Regions from separate parts of the Ovis aries genome. Here region 1 is linked to region 2. A link is a contact called in public Hi-C data. All regions are on one chromosome and are shown on one strand. Each heading gives the region's core, a stretch centred on a gene start, on an enhancer-like site or on the middle of the called end of the contact. The rest is flanking DNA. Distances are from core to core; before and after follow the strand shown.

Evidence for each region. A called contact is a pair of places that touch in the nucleus more often than the background predicts.
Region 1: a contact with region 2 is called in a Hi-C map of tail adipose tissue, with 4 times the contacts expected there. The contact joins the promoter of DTWD2 here to the enhancer-like site in region 2. A contact is called at or near these places in 5 of 16 Hi-C or Micro-C datasets (blood, hypothalamus, muscle and 1 more).

What each region holds. Positions count from the first base shown.
Region 1 is chr5:32,581,873-32,584,675 of ARS-UI_Ramb_v3.0, reverse strand. It overlaps DTWD2 (DTW domain containing 2), which reads right to left and starts at 1,536. Exons shown (of 6, transcript XM_004008691.6): 1 at 1,221-1,536. The coding sequence starts at 1,438.
Region 2 is chr5:32,273,811-32,276,705 of ARS-UI_Ramb_v3.0, reverse strand. All of the region lies in intron 2 of TNFAIP8 (TNF alpha induced protein 8), which reads left to right. Among named protein-coding and RNA genes, the nearest start is that of TNFAIP8, 68 kb to the left of the region's middle. Within about 2 kb of position 1,640, at least 6 of the 54 cell types and tissues checked have an H3K27ac peak or open chromatin away from gene starts, as enhancers often do.

The sequences.
Region 1 (2,803 bases), core at 287-2,786, 310 kb before region 2:
TCTTAGTTTTCTGAATGTTGAGCTTTAAGCCAACTTTTTCACTCTCCTCTTTTACTTTCATCAAGAGGCTTTTAGTTCCTCTTCACTTTCTGCCATAACTAAATTGAGCAGACAGTGCTAATTGCTGCTTCCCTGGTGGCTCAGAGGTTAAAGCGTCTGCCTCCAATGCGGGAGACTTGGGTTCGATCCCTGGGTCGGGAAGATCCCCTGGAGAAGGAAATGGTAACCCACTCCAGTATTCCTGCCTGGAGAATCCCGTGGACGGAAAAGCCTGGTAGGCTACAGTCCACAGGGTCGCAAAGCGTCCGACACGACTGAGCGACTTCACTCACATTCACTCAGTTTAATAAACAGTCTCCTCATTAGACCAGAAGAGGCCCAGTGAGCTCAGTAACATGTTCTATCCATTCCTGCTGCTGCTAAGTCGCTTCAGTCATGTCCGACTCTGTGCGACCCCATAGACGGCAGCCCATCGGTCTCCGCCGTGCCTGGGATTCTCCAGGCAAGAACACTGGAGTGGGTTGCCATTTCCTTGTCCAATGCACGAAAGTGAAGTCGCTCAGTCGTGTCCGACTCTTAGCGACCCCATGGACTGCAGCCTACCACGCTCCTCCGTCCATGGGATTTTCCAGACAAGAATTGTGGAGTGGGGTGCCATTGCCTTCTCCGCAATCCATGCCTAGGTTACCAGAAACCTGGCACAGTGCCTGGCTCACAGTAGGTGCTCACTATATATTTCTAAGTGAATTCAGAATTCGGAATCCAATCTCAACTACTGTAATAGCCACCTTGATTGTCTCTCGCCTCTAACCCGTTTTATGCTTTTGTTTTGACCGTGAGACGGCTGTGTCACATAAACATAGAAGTGTTATTACTGTCATTACGCCTTACTTCCTCCATCAGACACTTGTTTCTTGACAGCGGAGCTTCTTGTCCGCTCATCCCATGACCCGCCAGTGTCTTGCATGAATTAAGGGTAAGTAATCCTGAATCTGGAGAAAAGGCTTCTTACTGAAAGAGTGGTGGCTACTTCACAGTGATTTCAACGTCAACCAGTGGACCCTGCTGCTCCAAGCGCAGAGACAACGCTCCCCTGGTCCGAGTCGCAGCAGCCGCCTCCCCAGCAGGGGGCGCTGCAGCGCGCCCCTTCCCTCCCCCACCCGCCCCCCAAGTGCGCTGCCGGCCTTCAGTCCCCGCCCTCGCCCCCGCCCGGCGGTCACCTGCAGTGGCTGCACTCGGGCCTCCGCTCCGCCGGCTCCACTGGCAGTTCCCACAGCCCGTCCGCACTGGCCCCATACGCCTCCGCGTCCAAAACAGACGCCGCTGGCGCTGACCCGCCCACCCGCGGCTCCTCCTCCTCGGGCGTCTGAGACCTCAAGGTCCCAGGCGGCCACGCGACGGGGTCCCCGGGTGTTCGCGCCTCTTGGTGCTGCTCCATGGCAGGCGCTCAGGGCCGGCCCTCACATCGCTTCCCTGCTACCGCCGGGGGGCGCCACACGCTGAAGAAACCGTCCCGCGTCGCACGGCGCTACGCACGCACGCCACGTACGGAGGGCGGGTCTCCGAAGCCCAGGCGGAAGACCCCCCCGCCCGCCGCAGAGAAGGAATGAGCCCATTGGCTTGTGCCCAGTAAAACAGCTCAGCTAGAACCCGGAAGCAAAGTGTGGTTTGTCCTGGGAAGCTAGTGAGGTTAGGGTAGTGTCTCTGGGGCAAGTAAAAAAAACTTTTCTGAAAACATCTCAGGTGGCAAAGTTGTGCTTTCCTTATTTTTAACCCCTTCAAAAGTGAAAGTAAAGTGGAATTCTGCATATTCCGCCTCAGGATGGCAGTTTAATAATTATTAGTAGCTGCGTGAGTGCACACAGTCGCAGCCGCTGATGTACTTGATAGTTTCAGGCCAGCAAGGGAAAGTATGCACCGACTGTAAATAGGATTCACTGCTGGTCTGCTTCAGAGGATTTCCTACTCTCGAAGGTCGGGAACCTGTGCCCTGTGACTTGTACTTGGTATTTCCAATAGCAAACATGCATTTTACGCTAGACACTAAATATTTCTTTAAATGAGGTTTTTTTTGTTTTGTTTCATTATCCGAGGACCCTAAGCTCAGGAGGCAGTAAGAGAGCTGAGCTTTCATGGAGAGGAAAGAAAAGCCACAGAAAGATAACTGCTTTGCCTAAGGTTTTACAGCTCTGAAAAACAGCAATATAGCCCGCAGTTTTTTAAAAACTAACTAACTTCACTTTAGAAAAGAGACTACTTCTTGCCTTATGTGGGTGCTGATTCTTCTCACTTATTAATACTTTGTTACTTCTTCCAGCATTCAACGTTTTAAACAAAAAAAGTTTTCACCAGACATATGAATTGTTTTGCAATGACAATTATCTTGATTCTTGAGCTACGAAAGAGTGAATATAAAATAAAGTAGATTTATCAGTGATAGTAATAGAACAGTACTGTATTTCTTAAAATGTTGATCTCACTATGACATTTTTAGTCATCTTAAAATCAAGCTTGTATATAGAATACAAGGCTATTGTTTTCAACTTTCCTGCATTCTTTTCCCCTGAAAAGGGTGCCTGTCATTTATTTTGGAGTACTCGAAGGGAGAATAGAAAAAAGCTGAAAAACCTGCCTGGTGATGAATGTGGGATGGGAGAAAAAGCTGGAACTTAATGTCAGTTGTAGTTGGGAGATAATGAAATCCTAGAGACTGTACAAAAGGAGGTGAATCAGAAAACAAAGAAATAAGGATGCAATTTAGATTGGAGAACCAACTCTTTAACTACTAAAAGTCTCCTGTGAC
Region 2 (2,895 bases), core at 391-2,890:
AGAGGTTTGAGCGTCCTAGGACAACAGACATAAATGCTCATTCTAGAGTGCTACGATCTGGCTGTTGACGTCACTGTACTGCAGCTAGTAGTGAGTTGTTTATTCATTTGTTTGCCTGCTTCTGAGTAACATTTTATAAAACTTATACTGGAAACTAAGAAATACTATGTGATAGAAAAATGTGCCTTCCCACACTTCTTTTTTATGCAGCCCCTTGTGGGGAGGCTGTGAAGGGCAATCAGTGTGAGGATGGACTTGAGAAATCTGCCCCCCAAACCTCCTGCCCTGCGGCCGGCTCTGGCCCCCAGCAGCTCCAGTTCACATTGGTGAACTCACTGCTCTGCCTGTCCTTAAACGGTGGGCTGCCAAGTGTTCTCTTTATTTTCCAGACAGTCCCCTGTGTGTGCTCTCTGGTGAACCATATCACCCTTTCGTGATATGATACGACAAGGAAAAAGCCAACCAATTTGGAATAAGAGATCCCGTGTACCCATGCTGGCCTTGCCCTGAGCAAGTATGTTACATTTATGGAGCTTGGTTTCCTCGGCTACAACCCAGGAATCATGGTGCCCACCTCCCAGGGTTTCAGGGAGAGTGAGCGAACACAGGGAAATCACACACGCTGCTCAGCATCTGGTAGGGTTTCTCTGCTCTCCTCCAGGCATGAAACACGTGCTCCTGTTGGCACAAGCCTTTTCAGGTAAGAGGTGACCATTCGCTGTCTCTGTGATAGCATTCAGAAAGTGCTTCTGGAGCACTTTACCAGACTCAGGCCCTGGAATAATCCCCCCTCAGCCTGCCTTCTTCCCTTGCCAATGACTCCTTCCTCCCGGAAGAGCTGAGGGGCAAAGGGAATCAAGTTGAGTCAAAGAGGAGGCCCTGTTTGTGGCACTGGCTTTAGGGAGGCCATTGAGAGGGCTGCGGTGGCAGGAAGAAGACTGAAAAGGGGGGTCTAGATAGGATTGACGGGAAGAGGGAAGGGTTGAATGAAAAGAAGATAGCAGTACTCTTGTCACCAGACCATGCCCTAAGGACTAGGGAGAAAATTGGAAATGCCAAAGCATGAAGGTCAAGGTGTTTCGCAGACATTTCCAGTTCTGTCCTGGAGACTATGGCATCTGTTGAAATAAACAAATGGTGCACATTTTCATGCAGCCATCAACTGCATTATCCTTGTGCTGATTTTGTCGAATGCACTGCTGATAAGGATGTGGGTAGCCATAGAGGAAGTGTCTTTCTTGGGGTGTGTAATAAGCAGTCAATGAAACTAGGCCAGAGAGAGCGCCTGTGTTTGGAGATGGTTCTGGGTCTCATGGCTTCTCTCTCGGTCCTGCCCCAGCTTGCAGGGCCTCGTCCAATAATCTACTTAACCTCTTTGAAATTGTGCTTGTCACCTGCTTTCTCTGGGCGTGGGGACAGTGAAATGATTGAAGTGATAGTGCCTTGCTGTGAGATGCCCAGATAACGTGGAGAGCGTGCACACTCAAGAGAAGCTGGTGTTCTGAAAGCCACTGTTATGTGGTTGCAGATAGATGGAGGAGAAATACAAGATAAGACACACCCAGACTTCCCTAATGAAATGGCTTATGTACTGTCACTGCGAAGCTCCGGGGCGCGTCCATCACCAGCAATACCACTCACACTCCCGGGGTGGGGCCTGGGGGTGTTGGGGTGCTGAGCAGAACCTTGCTTCAGCTGCAGAGCTAAGCTCACCAGAAAGAGATAGAGAACCGCGCCTGCATCTGAGCACCAGTCGCCTTTGTAAGGGATTGGACAGATTCCTCCGCCGCCAAGCTGTCGCGCTGTTTCTAGGGCTAGAAGTCGCAGCTGCTTCCTCTTTTCCTGTCTCAGAGCACAGATGATGCTCCGGCATTGGGTATCTGTCACAACTGTCGATCCTTAAATCTGTCAAGAATGTCCTGATTTCCTAGTTACAAGTCCTAGGGAAGCATAGGAGAGTTGCCTTCATATCTCCAAAGGCAACTGAAGTGGGTTAGATACTGTTCAGTTCAGTTCAGTTCAGTTGCTCAGTCATGTCTGACTCTTTGTGACCCCATGAATCGCAAGGCCTCCATGTCCATCACCAACTCCCGGAGTTCACTCAGAATCATGTCCATCGAGTCCGTGATGCCATCCAGCCATCTCATCCTCTGTCGTCCCCTTCTCCTCCTGCCCCCAAACCCTCCCAGCATCAGAGTCTTTTCCAATGAGTCAACTCTTCCCATGAGGTGGCCAAAGTACTGGAGTTTCAGCTTTAGCATCATTCTCTCCAAAGGAATCCCAGGGCTGATCTCCTTCAGAATGGACTGGATGGATCTCCTAGCAGTCTAAGGGACTCTCAAGAGTCTTCTCCAACACCACAGTTCAAAAGCATCAATTCTTCAGCGCTCAGCCTTCTTCACAGTCCAACTCTCACATCCATACATGACCACTGGAAAAACCACAGCCTTGACTAGATGGATCTTTGTTGGCAAAGTAATGTCTCTGCTTTTCAATATGCTATCTAGGTTGGTCATAACTTTTCTTCCAAGGATTAAGCATCTTTTAATTTCCTGGCTACAATCACCATCTGCAGTGATTTTGGAACCCCAAAAAATAAAGTCTGATACTGTTTCCATTGTTTGCCCATCTATTTCCCATGAAGTGATGGGACTGGATGCCATGATCTTCGTTTTCTGAATGTTGAGCTTTAAGCCAGCTTTTTCACTCTCCTCTTTCACTTTCATCATGAGGCTTTTTAGTTCCTCTTCCTTTCTGCCATAAAGGTGGTGTCATCTGCATATCTGAGGTTATTGATATTTCTCTCGGCAGTCTTGATTCCAGCTTGTGTTTCTTCCAGCCCAGCGTTTCTCATGATGTACTCTGCATAGAAGTTAAATAAGTAGGTTGACAATA